Regions from separate parts of the Sus scrofa genome. Here regions 2, 3 and 4 are each linked to region 1. The links are chromatin contacts, called in public Hi-C and HiChIP or PLAC-seq maps. All regions are on one chromosome and are shown on one strand. Each heading gives the region's core, a stretch centred on a gene start, on an enhancer-like site or on the middle of the called end of the contact. The rest is flanking DNA. Distances are from core to core; before and after follow the strand shown.

The links. A called contact is a pair of places that touch in the nucleus more often than the background predicts. HiChIP or PLAC-seq counts read pairs in DNA pulled down with a chosen protein or histone mark.
Region 2: a contact with region 1 is called in a Hi-C map of skeletal muscle, with 2.9 times the contacts expected there. The contact joins the enhancer-like site here to the promoter of LHFPL2 in region 1. A contact is called at or near these places in 4 of 47 Hi-C or Micro-C datasets (embryonic fibroblasts, heart right ventricle, skeletal muscle and 1 more) and 1 of 2 datasets of contacts at active chromatin or transcription factors (skeletal muscle).
Region 3: an H3K27ac HiChIP or PLAC-seq map of alveolar macrophages shows a contact between it and region 1. The contact joins the enhancer-like site here to the promoter of LHFPL2 in region 1. A contact is called at or near these places in 2 of 5 promoter capture datasets (fetal liver and liver), 5 of 47 Hi-C or Micro-C datasets (embryonic fibroblasts, fetal heart ventricle, heart right ventricle and 2 more) and 2 of 2 datasets of contacts at active chromatin or transcription factors (alveolar macrophages and skeletal muscle).
Region 4: a contact with region 1 is called in an H3K27ac HiChIP or PLAC-seq map of skeletal muscle. The contact joins the enhancer-like site here to the promoter of LHFPL2 in region 1. A contact is called at or near these places in 2 of 5 promoter capture datasets (fetal liver and liver), 4 of 47 Hi-C or Micro-C datasets (embryonic fibroblasts, fetal heart ventricle, fetal skeletal muscle and 1 more) and 2 of 2 datasets of contacts at active chromatin or transcription factors (alveolar macrophages and skeletal muscle).

The regions. Positions count from the first base shown.
Region 1 is chr2:87,496,447-87,500,237 of Sscrofa11.1, reverse strand. It overlaps LHFPL2 (lipoma HMGIC fusion partner-like 2), which reads left to right and starts at 1,861. Exons shown (of 5, transcript NM_001243213.1): 1 at 1,861-1,949.
Region 2 is chr2:87,711,001-87,714,791 of Sscrofa11.1, reverse strand. The region is part of intron 4 of ARSB (arylsulfatase B); the gene reads left to right. Among named protein-coding and RNA genes, the nearest start is that of ARSB, 67 kb to the left of the region's middle. Within about 2 kb of position 1,826, at least 35 of the 83 cell types and tissues checked have an H3K27ac peak or open chromatin away from gene starts, as enhancers often do. A contact at or near this core is called in embryonic fibroblasts, skeletal muscle and subcutaneous adipose tissue, where this site is marked.
Region 3 is chr2:87,323,076-87,326,866 of Sscrofa11.1, reverse strand. LHFPL2 (lipoma HMGIC fusion partner-like 2) reads left to right here. Exons shown (of 5, transcript NM_001243213.1): 5 at 1,387-3,682. The coding sequence ends at 1,643. Among named protein-coding and RNA genes, the nearest start is that of SCAMP1, 110 kb to the right of the region's middle. Within about 2 kb of position 2,161, at least 25 of the 83 cell types and tissues checked have an H3K27ac peak or open chromatin away from gene starts, as enhancers often do. A contact at or near this core is called in alveolar macrophages and skeletal muscle, where this site is marked.
Region 4 is chr2:87,342,632-87,346,422 of Sscrofa11.1, reverse strand. The region is part of intron 4 of LHFPL2 (lipoma HMGIC fusion partner-like 2); the gene reads left to right. Among named protein-coding and RNA genes, the nearest start is that of SCAMP1, 130 kb to the right of the region's middle. Within about 2 kb of position 2,067, at least 13 of the 83 cell types and tissues checked have an H3K27ac peak or open chromatin away from gene starts, as enhancers often do. A contact at or near this core is called in fetal skeletal muscle and skeletal muscle, where this site is marked.

The DNA of each region.
Region 1 (3,791 bases), core at 612-3,111:
TTCTCCAGAAGCCTTGTTATTTCTAGTGTATGATTTCAAAAATAGGAAGAAGGCTCACATCCTTTTATAGAAGAAATGTTGTACCATAAACTTCATTTTCAAGGAAGATAAGTGGGATCTTGCCGTGGGAGAAGATGAAAGAGAGCATTTCACTTCTGGCAAGAGCATCAGCAACTCCCACACGGATACAGCACGGAACCTTCAGGGAGAAGGCAGTGTGCCCTTTTGGCTGGTGAGAGTACCAGGCTCCAAGGAGTGGGTAGGTGGAGGGCTTTGAATGGAAAAGTTTTTAAGTAATTCAGAATTTTCTGTGGCAAAGTGCCTTTGAAAGTTTCTAGAACAGGAAATAGCCTGCCAAAGCCCGGTTCTAGAACCAGTAGCCTGCAGCTAGCTGTGTGCAGCTGGATGCTAGTTCAAAGAAGGCCAGAGCAGGGAACCAGGGAGGAGGTCACTGAAGTTATGGTGTCCCTAAATAGCTAGAAGCAGGAAGGTAGCAGTGAGTTTGAAGAGGATGGGGCAACTGGAAAGACTTTAAAAATGAAGAATCAATGGAGGTGGCTCTTGGAAATGGAAGAGAGGCCCCCAGTTGAGTGCTAGGGTCTGAGTTGTGGCGACAAGTGGATACAGGTGACTGGCGGATACAGGCGTCGCAGACAAGAGGCTGAGGAGTTGGGGAAAGGAGCAAGTTTGACAAGAAAAAAATAAGACGGGTTTGCTTGGCTAAATGCTGTGTCCCTACGTTTAAATTACAAGGAATTTTGTCACCTTAATCTGTGGCCATTTGTCTCTGCTCCCACCTTGGAGGCAATGGGGAGCAGTTGGTGAGTGAGTCTCCTCTCTGGACAAGGATGACTTTTCAGATTATCGGCTAAAGCGCCTTCAAAATTCACCCTGAAACTGTATTTTGAGTTCAAGGGAGTATGTTTCAGGACCCCAAACAATCAGTTTAGAAATATTCTTTCTGACTGTTCGCACTGTTTCTTTTCCTAGAGACTCACCGGGGAAGGAAATTTACGCCCGGAGCCTTGACTCCGGGATAGGAAGGCGAGGAGGATGGGGGTCCAGGTACCCCCATCCCCCCCAGCCCACCCTCTTGCTTTGGATTCCCCAGGACCAGCCTACGGACGTTTCTTTCCCTTGGGCCTCGCCTGGGGAATGGCTCCGAGCGCTCCAGGGCCGGCTCTCCGCCTAGACAGTCGGGCCTCTCACTCCCCACTCAGACTTCGCCGCCGCCCGGCGGGGCAGTGCACACTCTCCGCGCCACAGAGACGGTTTCCCGAAACTGCGCCGGTAGGTTCTCCGGCGCAGCGCGGGGGACCCCTCGCAGGATTCCGGGAGACACCGCCGCCGCCCCGCGGGCGCAGTGACCGGCTCCCAAGGCCCCGGGCCTCCGCCCCTCCTCTCGGGGATCCCCTTTCGCCCACACCCTCCCGGCCGGGCAGGACACTCCCCCCGGAGGCTGGGCCTCGTCCGCCCGCCCACGCCTCGCCCCCGGCCGGCCGCCCCGCCCCACGCGCCGCGCCGGGAGAGCCCCGGGCCCCGACCCCTCCCCCCGGACGCCGGCCGAGAGCGGGACGCGGCGGCGATGGTGACTGGGCAGCCGCGCGGGGCCGGGTCCTGGGCAGGGAGGCTCGGCAGCCTCTTTCTTTCTCTGCCCCCGCCCCTCTTTCCCCTCGCTGCTTGCTAGCCCCGGCGGCGGCCGAGGTCGGCGCTCTCGCCTCGCCTCCTCTTCCTCTGCTTCCTCCTCCTCCTCCCCCGCCCGGGGACCCTCTCCCCTCCCTCCCTCGCCCCCTCCTCTCGCTGCCTCCTCCCCTCTCCTCTCCCTCCTCCTCCTTCCCCGAGCGGACGGCGGGGCCAGCTAGAGAGGTGTCTGCGAGGAGGCGTAACGGAAAGCCCCGGCTTGGGGAAGACTGCGCGCTCGGAGCCGGGGCCGCCGAGCCGGGGGCCGGGTGAGTTGGAGTCGCGGAGCCAGAGCGCGCTGTGGAGGGAAAGCGAGGAGCCCCGGCCCAGGGGGGCACCCGGCGCGGTGCTCGCGGAGCCGTCGCGGCCGGTGGAGCCCGGGCTGAGTGCGCCGCGGCCGGAGCGCGAACTTCTTCCCGGCGCCCACGGAGCCAGCGGGGAGGGAGGACCCGGCCGGGACGGTGCAGGCGGGACGGGTGCTGCGTACTGGAAACAGAGGGAACGCCGCTTCGGCTTTGGCCGCCGAGGTTGCCCGCAGCAGAAGTGGAAAAAGTTGTGTCTGGAACGGCGAGGTGTCGGGAAGCCGGCGCGAGCCCAGCTCTGTCGCCGGCGCCGGCGGGGTTTGCCCGGCGCGCGGGTCCTGGGCGCTTCTCGGCTCCAGGCTTGGCGCGCCTCGTACCGCGCCCGGGGGCCGCCCCGTGGTCGCCCCCGCGGGCCTGGTCTGTGGCGTGTGGGTCACGCCGGCCACAGACGTCAGCTGCTTCTCAGATCTGGGCTGCATTTTTGTGGGCAGAGCAGGGATTGCGGGTGCGGGCTGCAGGAGGAGGAGGAGGAGGAGGGCGTGGAGTGGGGAAGACCACATCTGGGCTGGGTGGGTTGAGCCGATGGTTTGGAGTGAAGGGCTGGGAAAGACTCTCTCTGGATTTCTGGATGTTTTCAGGCACAAAATTGTGTGTGTGTCTCTTTCCCCTTTTCATTCAGCGGTGTTCTTTGAACTCGGAAGAACGAACGAATTTTCTTCAATCTTGTTCTCTCTTCCTGCTGTTTCGGAAGGGTTCTGAGCTCTGAGAACCGGTGCGCTGTTTCATCAAAGGGAGCAAATGGGAGAAAAGACCAATCTCATCCCCCACCCCCACCCCCACCCCACCGGGGCCATTTCCTGTATTTCCCGGTTTCTCTACTGTGATTGTGTGCCTGCATGTAGGTTGCCATCACTGACCCACATGTGAAGTAGAACTTCTGCCTGAAATCGCTAAGCGGCCCCTATAGATTAGTGTGTGTGGGAGCGGGGGGGGGGGTGGGAGTGGTGGGAGCTGGAGGGGGAGGGGAGCTGTTCGAGCCTGCTTGGCAGAGTTAAATCTGAGTAATCGAGTTCCAAGTGACGTTTCTGCTCCGCACGTTGCTTTTGCTTCACCTGCTCACCTGAGAGAGCTCCACCTGCGCCAGGTTTAAGCGATGACGGATGCCAATTTCTTTGGTATTGTTCTTTCCTGGGTATTCCTGACTCATTCCTGCCGGTTCTCTTTAAGAAACAACTTACTCTTTTCAAATGTAAGTGATAGGGAACACATGCTGGTGGGGAGATGAAAGATGGGGAAAAGAAATAAAGCCCAAGATTCTCATTTCTTTTTTTTTTTTTTTTTTTTTTTTTTGCTGTCAAACTGTGATAGACTTGTTATTCCTCTTTGTCAGCGATCTGATTCTGATGAAATAATATTTGAAGAGTTTGAGGTAATACCAGATAAAACACTGTTAAAATAGTATCTTTCCGAAGTGGTCGCAGGGAGAGCAGTTAGTGTGGCCTGTTGTGGTGTGTTGGCAAAGGGTGAAGCAAACATTTTATGCTGGGGGGAAAAAAGACGTGATGTGTTGCAGGAGATGATGGGGCTGGGGAGGAGGAACCATTTGTCTTCCGAGCAGTCCTATTAGGAAGAAAAATTACACTGCAAATGAGCATTTTTAAATATAATATAATTTGAGTCATGATACATGAACCAGTAATTTGTCTATAGGAAAGAATACAGATCTTTGTGGAGTGGAGCAGAGCGGTGCCTTCTGGAAAAAGGCAATCTCTGCTGTTCATCCTTGTGGATGGGCTCAGATGTGTAGAC
Region 2 (3,791 bases), core at 577-3,076, 210 kb before region 1:
TTTTCTGCTCTTAGGAAAAAAAAATCTATCCATATCTCTGCCTATTTGCACACTGAAATTTGAGCCTTAAGTTCTGTTTTCATGGAAACTTTGTTAATCAATGCTATTTCAATGAGCTGTTGTGACACAGGATACCATAGATGGAAAGTGACTAGTAAAACATTTAATTTCCACTCTTTTTTTTAATTGAATCTTCCAAATGGCATTCTTCTTCCTTTAGAACATAGACATGAATTGTCTTTAAAAGTTATCCTCAAACAAATAGAATTGTTTCATAATATACCCAAAGGTTGTTCCTGTCAGAGTGAAACTTTTGCTAAGTTGCATGTTCATTGAAAGACAGTGTGGGCAGAAGCTAATATCATGAATTAGAGGATGAAGAAGAGGATAAAGGCATCTAGTCCTAAGTGTGGAAACTTTGATCCAGAGCCTTTTGTAGTGGCAGAAGTAGACTTCCCATCCAGGGCTCTGCTCTTTCAATCCAGTATTCTCTGCACGAAACTACACGGGACTGTGCAGTTTACCTCATTGGTTGAATTTTTGTCAAGAGCTCGATCCAAGTGGGATTTTTGTTTTATTCATTTTAATATATAAAGCATTTGCAAGTTCTTTCAAGGGCAGCACATAGCTTTATTTAACTCTCTCGAGCCCTCTCACCTCTGTCAAGTTGCACCAGGAAATTCGAGGTCTCGCCAGAGGCCCCCAAAGAGTTAAAAAAAAGACAACCAGCCTGCAGAGCTGAAGAAATTGATGTCAAAAACATATGTTCTTCTGCAGGGCCTTGCTGGATTCCTAAGTCCGGATAAAGCCAGCATGTATGCGTGCATGTCAAAAAAGAAAAAAAAAAAAAAAAAAAAAAAAAAAAAGAGTCTTGGACAGCATGGTGGAGAAATGAAGTGTTGGCCCCTGTCTGCAATTCCTCTTGAGTCCCTGCTGCATGGGAGCCCTGCTGAAGGGCTCCCGGGAGGCCTGTGGCCCTGACACTTGAGCCATTAACTCAGAACGCCCTCGAATCCCTTGTTTTCCTTTTGAGTGTTCCGGCTGAGCTGCCCGTCCAGACCCTGCCCGTTTTCATTGGCTTCAGGGGCTGTTATTGGAGTGGCTGACAGCTGTCTGCCAGGCTGTCTGAAACCGCCTTCCTGTGCGCTCTGCTGCTGCTCAACCTCACAGCGCTATTGTTCCTGTGGAGCCTTTTTCTTAAAATCTTTCCCAGCTGTATCCTGATATGGTAAACCACTTAAATTAGCTCCAGATTGTTCTGTTTATTTTGTGTTAGATAAGCGACAAAATGCAGTCCCAGCAGCCAGCCAGCAGGAAGGTGGAAGTGGGGGGATGGGGATGGAGGGACACAGCGAGGTCTTTTGCAAAAGACAGAATGAAAAGGCACAAACGTGATGCAGTCACCGCAGGTCCTGCCATTTACACGTGATCCTGAGGGGCTGACCAAGCAATAACGTTGGATCTGAGCACGCCTGGGTCCAAACCAGAAAACCAAGACCCCGGCATTAAGTCACACTAGCAGGAAGCTAAATGTCCATGATCAGAAATAGATAACAGAATCTGTGGTTGCCATGTCCCCGTACCACGCTTGATGCCCTGACAGTGACAAGAATGCCTTTTACTGTTTTAAAAATTGTCCACCTGCGTTGCAACGCATGGGGATGGATGGGCTCAAAACTGGCTCAAGTTCAGCAGTCTCCCTAGATGCTCGGTGTTTGAAAATATTCTCTTCCGTGCCGTAACTGAAAGCTCCAAATCCAAAGATGTTGAGTCACCAGCATAGGTATTTTCCACACAGCTGCAAGCGAATATTCACAGTGGACTTGGCCATCTGTGCAACTGCTCTCCCCGTGGCCTCTCCTCCTCTGCGGCTTTCTGCTCACGGGGGCTCTCCGTGCAAGGCCTTTTGAATACTTAACAAAAAATATTTTGAAATGTAGTAGGTGCTGTCCTAGAAATGAAGATACTGCCTTTGTGATTGTAGGAATAAACCCAAATAAAATATGCACAAAAAACTTCCGAAAGTTTTCATTCAGCCGAAGCACACACACAAAGCCAGCAACCAGCTGAGTTACGACCATTAGGGAGAATTTTGTCTGTGGTAATTCAAGACTCCCCAGGAAAGATCCCATGACTCACCCTAGCATGACGGGGCCTCCAGTCCTTACTCTGAACCAAAGTCCTGGAAACACTTTTAACCACGTTGAGAAAAGGGGAGGGAGGAACAGGGTAGGAGTAATAAAACGCCCAGAGAGACTGCCTCTTAGTTTTCCTTTGGGCAAATAAACTCAAGGTGTAATAAAAAGGTACAAAACCAACTTTGGAAGAATAATTACCTAGTCAAGGCCTCTCCTCCTCTTACGGAATATGTGCCTTTTCTTCTCCATCCAGGTCTGGCCTGAGGTTGAACAGACTCCATGTCATCCTCTCTAATTCCCTGGTTTTCATCTCTCTCTTCTTTTCCTGTATCCTTTTTAACCAGAATGGTGGACAGTCTTGTGTGTTTCACATAAGCTGAGCTTCCCACAGACAACATGTCCCTTGAGAGCAGGGACCACGTATTGAACCGTGGTTGTCTTTTTCCACAGTGTTGACACCAGCTGTGGGCACCTAGCAGGTACTAATTAAGGTCTTTCAAATAACTGTTTTCCTTTTTTTATTCCTACCTGACATGAGGTGTCATTCACTCTGCTTCTGTATTAATTCAGGCAAAGGTAACAGCAAAATAAAAACAAAACCCAAAGAAGACCAGACCTCACACATACCATGGGCCCATTCTCATTAAAATCATGAGCTCACCCTTCTGATACCAGACAGGATGGAGAAGCCACAGAAAGCCTGTCTCTTTCATGGATTACAACTAAAAACTCTGGGCAATACAGAAAACAACTGCCCAGGGCTCCTGAAAAGTAAACAACAGCAGACAAATGCTGAACAGGGATGAAGTCAAAGCATCACCAATCCCCCATACTTGGGGTGAGTTTTGTGGGGTTCGTTTTTATTCTTCTGTCTCTCGGCTTTGACCCAAGGGCTGATGGAATTATGGAACTATGCAGCAGGTGTTGACAGCAAAATCTCCAGGTGAAACCCCAGAGGTTTGGGAAAGGAGTCTTTTGCTAGAGAATTTAGGAGAATTCCCAGTTTATGTGTTTCTTTTTCTCTCTCTCTTTTCTCTCCTGACCCTGTCCCAAGGCCAACCTCAGTTAAGGATCTGCATTGCTTTTGTGGTGGGGGTTTGGGCTTCTAAAACCCAATAATAAGGTTCTTTCTGACCAGAGGGCTATGGAAAAGAGACCCTTTTGCCCAAAGAGAGTGGGAGGATCCTATTTATCTCTCTCTTTTTTCCTGTTGCTTTGCTCTCAAAGGCAACCTCGGTTGTATTCTTAGGGGGCTTAAAATCTTAGAGAAACCTGGCTTTCTGACCAAAGCAACTAGGAAAAGGGAACTCTGGGGGATGGAAAGTATGCAGGAATTTCATAGAGGAAAGAGCTGAAGGAGAGGATCCCCTGATTTTGTCTGCGAATTGACGTAGTTCCCAGGTTCAGCTGTGCATGTGCCACACAGACCCAAAGAAGCAAAGCAAAGGTTTAGAGAACTCGTCTGCATTATAAACCACTGCCCAAGTCCCAGACTAATACAAACATCATAGCAAAGTCTTTAAGAATGGATATTAGGACCACTGTCCAAGATGAGACAGAATTGGTACTGTGAATCTAACCAGGTTGATTGTTATAGTCATTCTCCATGAAATAAAGTTTAAAAAAACTCTTGAAGTGAATGGAAAAATAGAA
Region 3 (3,791 bases), core at 912-3,411, 170 kb after region 1:
ATCTTGAGATCTGGACATCCTTACAAGCAGCTACTGCTGTGTGATGGGGAGGCAGGCAAGGCACTCACTTTCTTTTTCTTTCTTTCTTTTGGCCATCCCTAGGCACGTGGAGTTCCGGGGCCAGGGATCAGATCCAAGCCGCAGTTGTGACCTTTGCTGCCGCTGTAGCAATGCCAGATCCTTTAACACTCTGGGTTGGGCTGCTAATTGAACCTAGGTGTCAGCCCTCCAGAGATTAAATCAAGCGGGAACTCCAAGCTCCTGTAAGCACGGAGCAGACACCTGAAGGCGACTGCTGCCTCCCATGTTATGCTTCACTTTCCTTGCCTTAGTCCTGGCCCTGGAGTAGTTCCTGACTACCCCCTCCCCCCCCCCAGCCCAGGCTGGCAGGGAAAAAAGCCTCTCCGTGACAGAGTGAGCAGTAAAGCTATACAGAGGAGAAAAACAGACCTTTGGTATGACAGGATGGTGCACTCAGCAAAATGGAAACAGGGCTTATTTGTGTCTATTCATAGCTGAGTTTGCTTAAAAGCAATCAGACAAGGAGTTCCCTGGTGGCTCAGCAGGTTAAGAATCCAGTGTTGTCACTGCTGTGGTATAGGTTTGATCCCTGGCCCAGGAAGTTTTGCATGCCATGGGTGTGGCCAAAAAAAAAAAAAAAAAAAGTAATCAGATAAAAAGTGCTTACGAAGTTTGCATATACTTTCTAAATGTATACGTAACCGTAGAAATCTCTGTCCCACGTATGCAGGCGGTTGCTGGTGAGTGCCAGTGCTCCTCGTGGACTTAGATTTAAAGCCTGACACTCAGGTTAAGATCTGGGCTCTCTTGCATTTAACCGTGGTTTTATGTGAATTCCCTTAGACCAGGGGTTGACAAACTTTTTCAGCCAAAGGCCAGATAGTAAATATTGGAGATTTTTCAGGCCATAGGGTCCCCAGCAACTCTGCCCTGTTCCATTTCAGCACAGAAGCAGCCGCAGGCAGTCCATAAACGAATGGGCATAGCCGTGTGCCAACAAAACTTCATTTACAAAAACAAGCCTCTGCTTGACCTCTGGGCCTCAGGTTGCCAACCTCTGCCTTAGACCAAAAGGGAAATGCTCGCTGCACTAAGAACTCTGTGACAAGAAATAGTACCAAGGTTACCTGCTTTTCCAGAAGAGAAATTATTAGTAGGTTCACAGTCCAACCTGTTTCGCATCCAGTGCTCTTCTTGAGCAGGTCAGACTAGTTGCATCCAGCAGTCCCCGACACTTGCTACTGCAGAGCGGATGCCATAGCCCAGAGCAGGCAAATCAAGTCACAGTGACTCAGATCGGTACAGCCCCTCACTGGGCATTGCAGAGCCAAGGGGTTTTCACCTGTTCCTTCTTCTGCCCCGCAGGCCTGTTCCTCATCCTCGGCCTGATCCTCTACCCCGCTGGCTGGGGCTGCCAGAAGGCCATAGGCTACTGCGGACACTATGCATCGGCCTACAAACCTGGAGACTGCTCCCTGGGCTGGGCCTTCTACACCGCCATCGGGGGCACCGTGCTCACCTTCGTCTGTGCCGTCTTCTCCGCACAGGCAGAAATTGCCACCTCCAGCGACAAAGTACAAGAAGAAATCGAAGAGGGGAAAAACCTCATCTGCCTCCTTTAGTGTGGGCGAGACACTAATGCTGTTTGCTTGCTCGTGTGACCTTGTGAAACAGTTCACGTCTGGTTTCCTCGTTTGAGTCAAGTGAAGAAGAACTAGCCTTTACCTACCAAAGCCACATTCCACAGCCCTGCGCCTTAACAGGACCCACGACAGGCAGCATCCAGCTGAGCAGAGGACGGCACGCGAGGGCCACAGTGCAAATTCCAAGAGAGGGCGGATGAAAAGGACATAAACCCTGACCCATCGTCAAGTCCTGCCGGACTCCGTCTTGCCCGCGGCTCAGTGAAGGATGATGATCTAAACCATTGCAGCCGCAGTTTCTCTGGGAACAGAAGAGACTATGAGCCAGATTCGCAGGCTGTTTAGAGCGGTGTTTCCGCACAGGTTGGGAGCATCTGTGCCTCAGTGTGAGGTTTGGGGGCTGGTGTTTCTGTTTCCTCCTGGTCCTTTCCAACCGTCTCAGGCGGAGGCTGCAAGGAAGAGCACACCCTGACGGGGGCGAGGCTGTGGGCACAGCACGACACTGTCTCTTGCTGAGCTGGCCAAACAGGTCTGCAGCGACAGTGTGGAGTTCTGTGGTGGGACCTACCCTGGGCGGAATTCCAGAGTTAGGTGGCTCCACTGAGCTGTCCCTCCAAGATTTTAGGAAGTTGAGCAAAGAAAGAATAAGGACCTGTCTGATCATGAGAATCAAAGCCCCACATCCTGCCAGTGAAGGCAAGTTGGTTCCCCTTCCTGGCGGCCAGGCCCGGGCTCCTCTTCCCCCTGAGATCACATGGTTTTCTTCTACGGTTAGGACTGTGCTTTGGCTGCCAAAGGAAACCTCACTCTGCTTCCTCGTTGCAGGGACAGAGGTCCCCAGGCCAGCTGTGGCTCCTTCCCAGGTTGACTGGGCACGCCGGCCAGAGTGGCAGCCTCTGCCCGGAGACCTTTTCCCACTGTGGTGACTGTGCTGGGGTCAGCGCTCTTCTACCCCCAGCGGCGGCAGAACAAGTGACATTCTGTGCAGAAAAAGGGAGCTGGTCATGAGGTTAGGTTTTTCTAGTTACGAGTGTTGATCCTGCCAGCAAACTGTGTAATGATACCATTGAATTGCTCTAACGGGTGAGTTACATCAAAGGCTGCATTCTCAGGAAAGCACAGAGTAGAAAGCTCACGCACAAATGAGAGCTAGACCAGCTCAGAGCACCCGCCTGCACCTGTTTACAAAACAGAGCGGAACGCCACTATTAAAATGGATTCAGGGGCCTTTAGTCTAATTTCTATGCATTACCCATATAATTGATTCAGGAAAATGGTATTAGCCGTCACTTCAGATTTACGTTGGACTGATCCAAGTGACCAAAAACAACCTAGTTTGGCCTTAGCTGAGCTTCATTCAGCATTGCAGGATAGAGAAATCGCCCACTGCAACCGCAGCAGGTGGGGTGGACCTGCCAGATTTCTGGAAGGATTAGAAGTATAGGTCTCTTTGGGCTTACGAATCTGCTTACTTGAGGGCTTGCTTTGTTTTGAAAATTCAACAGATAATTACAAACCTTGTTTGGGCAAAGTACTAGGTGCTAAGTGCCACCAGGCATAGTACCCTGATTCAGACTTTACAGCCCTGCCCTGAGTGAATCATCTTACAGCTCAGTGCGTTTAAAACCAGACCTTGCTACAGAACAGCTAATTGCTTTATATGTTCATGGAACGGAGCTACTCGAGTTTTACTCCATTCTGGCCTCGGGCCCGTGCCAGAAACCATTTTATCTCGCAGATTAAGGGGTGGGGGCGTGGAATAAGGTCTTCATGAGTTCACCATCCTTAGACCAAAGTTCAGAATAAGCCAGTCTATGACTTTTTTTGAAAAGGGGTAACTTTGTAGCCCCTATGGCAGCCTGCACTAAGGGCTCAGGAAACCCTGTACAGAAATGAATCACAGCAGCCACTGGACAGGGCTCCTGTCTGTCTGTGTATTGATACATGCTAACCAAGGCCTGATGCCATGGAGTAGACTTTTTAACCCTTGGCAATAATTTTCATTTAAAAAAAAAAAAGAAAAGCAATTCCTGGTGTTCTCATCGTGGCTCAACAGTTAATGAACCCGACTAGCATCCATGAGGACGAGGGTTCGATCCCTGGCCTCGCTCAGTGGGTTGAGGATCC
Region 4 (3,791 bases), core at 818-3,317, 150 kb after region 1:
TAGAGGTCTCCTCCGGGCAGTTTAAGCCCACATAAGGGGCAGCTGGGGCCCCTGAATCTCTGGCTGAGAGAGTTGCCCACCCCCCAGGGTCTGGAGCAGCTGACTGTACTTTCTGTCCTCTTGGCTGGTCTGTGAGAGCATCTGGTCACCCCAGTCTCAGCCAAGGACTGCCGCAGCTGTGAGCATCAGTCTCTCCCCTCCCCGCAACCCCTCTCTCAACCCGGGATCTATTCAACATTGAAACAAATGGTGAGAAAGGAGGCTGCTGCCAGAACAGCAAAAGGATTCTTTAGAAATATACTCGGAGTGTGTTTGTTCCTACAACTTGCATTTTGGCAAAAAAAGGACTTTTTTGTAAACTGTAACTGGGTGAAAAATTACAAGCTGTTGTAAGCATATTCTTTTACTACACGTAAGCTTAAAAGCCACCGGCTTGTATAGCTGTCACTGTGCACAGTATAAGGCATCAAAATCTTAGTATTTTGATTTTAGAAGTCAGTGGAAATCTCAAAATCCGAGTTACTTAACAACAACTCTTGACTTTTTTTTTTTTTTTTTTTTTTTTTTTTTTTTGCCATTTCTTGGGCTGCTCTCGTGGCATATGGAGATTCCCAGGCTAGGGGTCTAATCAGAGCTGTAGCCGCCAGCCTACACCAGAGCCACAGCAACGCAGGATCCGAGCCATGTCTGTGACCTAACCACAGGTCACAGCAATGCCAGATCCTTAACCCACTGAACAAGGCCAGGGATTGAACCTGCAACCTCATGGTTCCTAGTCAGATTTGTTAACTACTGTGGCACGACAGGAACTGCCAACAACTCTTGACTATTAAGCTAGTCCCGATAGCAGGATTTGCCCTCAAGGCCTCACCTAATGGTAGACATCCAGCTGACTCCCAGCTGACACTTGTGCACAGATGCCCTGGCTGTTCAGTACTCATAGCAGCAGTGAGAGCTCAAGCCTCACCTGCCTTGGCTCAGCCCTGACCTCACCTAAAAGTGGCTGTGAAATATTGACCAGTTTACCTCGTCTCTAAGCCTGTTTTCTCACTTAAAAATGGGTATAATAGTAGTTCACACCTGTCTTAAGGATTAAATTAGAAAAATATGTGAGAAAGGTTTTTAAGCACAGTGGCACATAGTAAATAGTAAGTGGTGGTAAATATAAGCTATATGATGATTATGATGATGGAAATATTTCAGGTACTAAAGTACATTTTTTTGTGTTTCCTATAGTTGTTGCATTCTAAGGACTAGGGGTATCTTTTATGGACTTTAGAATTGCCCTTGTTCTATTGAAATCAGACATGATTTCATCATACACAGCCATTCCCTGGCCTCCCAGTAGCAGTCCTGGGGCTCCGATGTGCCTCTGGGTGTCCTCAGGCATTTTTTTTTTTTTTCCCCAAGCTGAATTGACAGGAAAGCAAAGAACTTCGTCCTCTCACGCCTCTTCCCTGACACATACATTCTCCATTCCTTTCCTTTCTGGAGGCAGCTTCTAGCGGTTGAGTTGCAGGTTCTCAGGCTCCCCTTGCAGAATAAATCACAGGCTGATAGGTCTTCACTGGGTGAGGATTCGCCCAGGACTTCTGGCAGAACCAGAAACACACATAGCCCTCTGGGATTCATTACAAAAGCTGGGGAATCGGCCAGCAGGGTCATCTGTCGCCAGCTGCCTTCCTTAGGCTGTGACCTGGATGTGCTCCACAGTGAGAGTGTAGATGCACATATCCAGGTTTTCCATGACAGCATCGAGCAGTTTGGGTTTGGAAATGCTTGGAGGTCCCTCTTAGAAGTATGCGGACTCTAAGACCCTCTCAGGGACTCAGGTTTGGGACAGAGCCATCACAATGAGATCAGGAGTTGGCTTCGGCGCTGGCTGGGACTGTTCCAGTGGGGTCGCCACGAGGGTTGCAGCAGCTGCCTGCTGCCTTCCAGTCCTGCACATGCTCGTGCGCTGCTTGGCGTTTGGTTGGCTCTCACGCTCTCTAGCCCCTGTACCCCCTGTCTACACCCGTTTCAGCCCAACAGGATGGCCCCAGCAAACCGCCATCGGTGTGTCTGGAGAGGTGGCGATGGGGCGGGGCTCTGCTCTGGCTGGGTTCAAGGCCCGCTCTCGCTGGCAGTAGCTCGGGAGCTTGCTTCTTGGAAGCAAGCCATGATGGAGGGCGAAGGAGAACAGTGCAGAAAAGGAAAGGAAAAGAGTCAGAGGAGAAGACTCCGAGGGAGAAGACAAGCTGAGGGTTTTGTTTTGGGGGCTGGTGGAATGGCTCTGCTTCGGCGGGCCCGTGACATGCACGTGATCACTGTTTGGGGCTTGGCACCCTCGTGGCTGTGTTTCACAGGGCGAAAGATAACCTTAGCGTCAGAAGATAAAGGCAGCTCATCCTGGTCGCTGCATCCATTTTGACTTTTCCCAAACCTGACCTGTTCACTCCCAAGCCAAAAAATCAGGTCATCACTGGAGAGGAGAGAAGTAAGAACAGAGCTTGGGAAGCGTAGGGAGAAGGCAAGAGATGCTTGCCTCTTCCAGAAGCCTGGCCCCATTTGATACCTGAGAAATTCACCTGGCTCTCTCTGAGAAGGCGATGTGACCTTGGTTGCCCAACTTCAAAATGCCTTCAAAGGAAAGGCATGAGGAAAGTAAAGGGAGCACCCCCTGCTCCTCCTTCTTAGAACAAGGCACCAGAAGCTTCCAGCTTGTCCAGAGGAGGCGCCAGATTCCTGGCCTTCCACACGGCCCCTCCACCAGAAGTCAGGCCTAGCAGTTCTCTGTCTGCGTCCATTTAAGAGTACTGCTGATGATGACAATTTACCAGTTCCTCGTTGAGGAAAACTAAAGAATGCAGAGATATTATAAGGCGGGCCAGAATTAAATTTCAATTCAAGGAGCTTTCATTGGATGCCCACTAAATTCAACGGCCTTAGACTCAGGTCTACAACTTCCTGAGTTTCTGCTCACTAGCCATTTCAGAGAGCCACTGCCTCAGAAGCTGCCTCCTAGAGAAGAAGGGGGAAAAATGTATCATGTATAAAGGGAACAAAAGAATTCAACTGTATCATTAGAGGAAAAACTACTGCCTAAGAGCAAGTGGACCAAGAAGGTATTAATTTGAGTAAATCTACAGACAGAGCTCTCTTAAAGAATCAGTTGGAAAATGTAGAAGGAAATTGCAAACTCTCTTAAAATTTAGATGTAATTTGCAATTGATATGCAAATAAAAAGTGTTTTGCTATGGTAACCACTTAATTGCAGACATAAATTATCATGGAGCCATGGGTGATCTATGTTCAAATTCCAGTAAAAAATAATTGCTTAAGTATGGCTCTGAGTATTTACACAGGCAGTTCAAGGCCCTCTGTTTTAAGAGCTTAATGCAGTGGTGGTATTCTTCTAAGCTGTCGCATCATTTCAGAAGTAATCTGTCTCCTATGAAGAACTACACTTCACAACATTGTAAATTAACTATAATTCAATTAAAAAAAAAAAACTGCACTAACCAGCCATAAATATGAGTTCAGTTGTTGTATAGAGGCTTCCCAATGGCTTTATTACATGGCCTACAACCTCTTTTTTTAAAAATTAGCTCCTAGTAGAGATGAAATCTAAAATAGACATATTGAGAAAATGAAGCCAGGATTTTAAAACTTTAAGCCAAAATATTTAGTGGCTATGTCTTTAGAGTTTAGAGGCCAACCCCAGGGTTCTAGCGTTAAAAAGATGGCACCTACTTTGTGGCAGGAATTATTTAACATTATCTGGATCCCCAAACTTGAGCAGGCAAGAA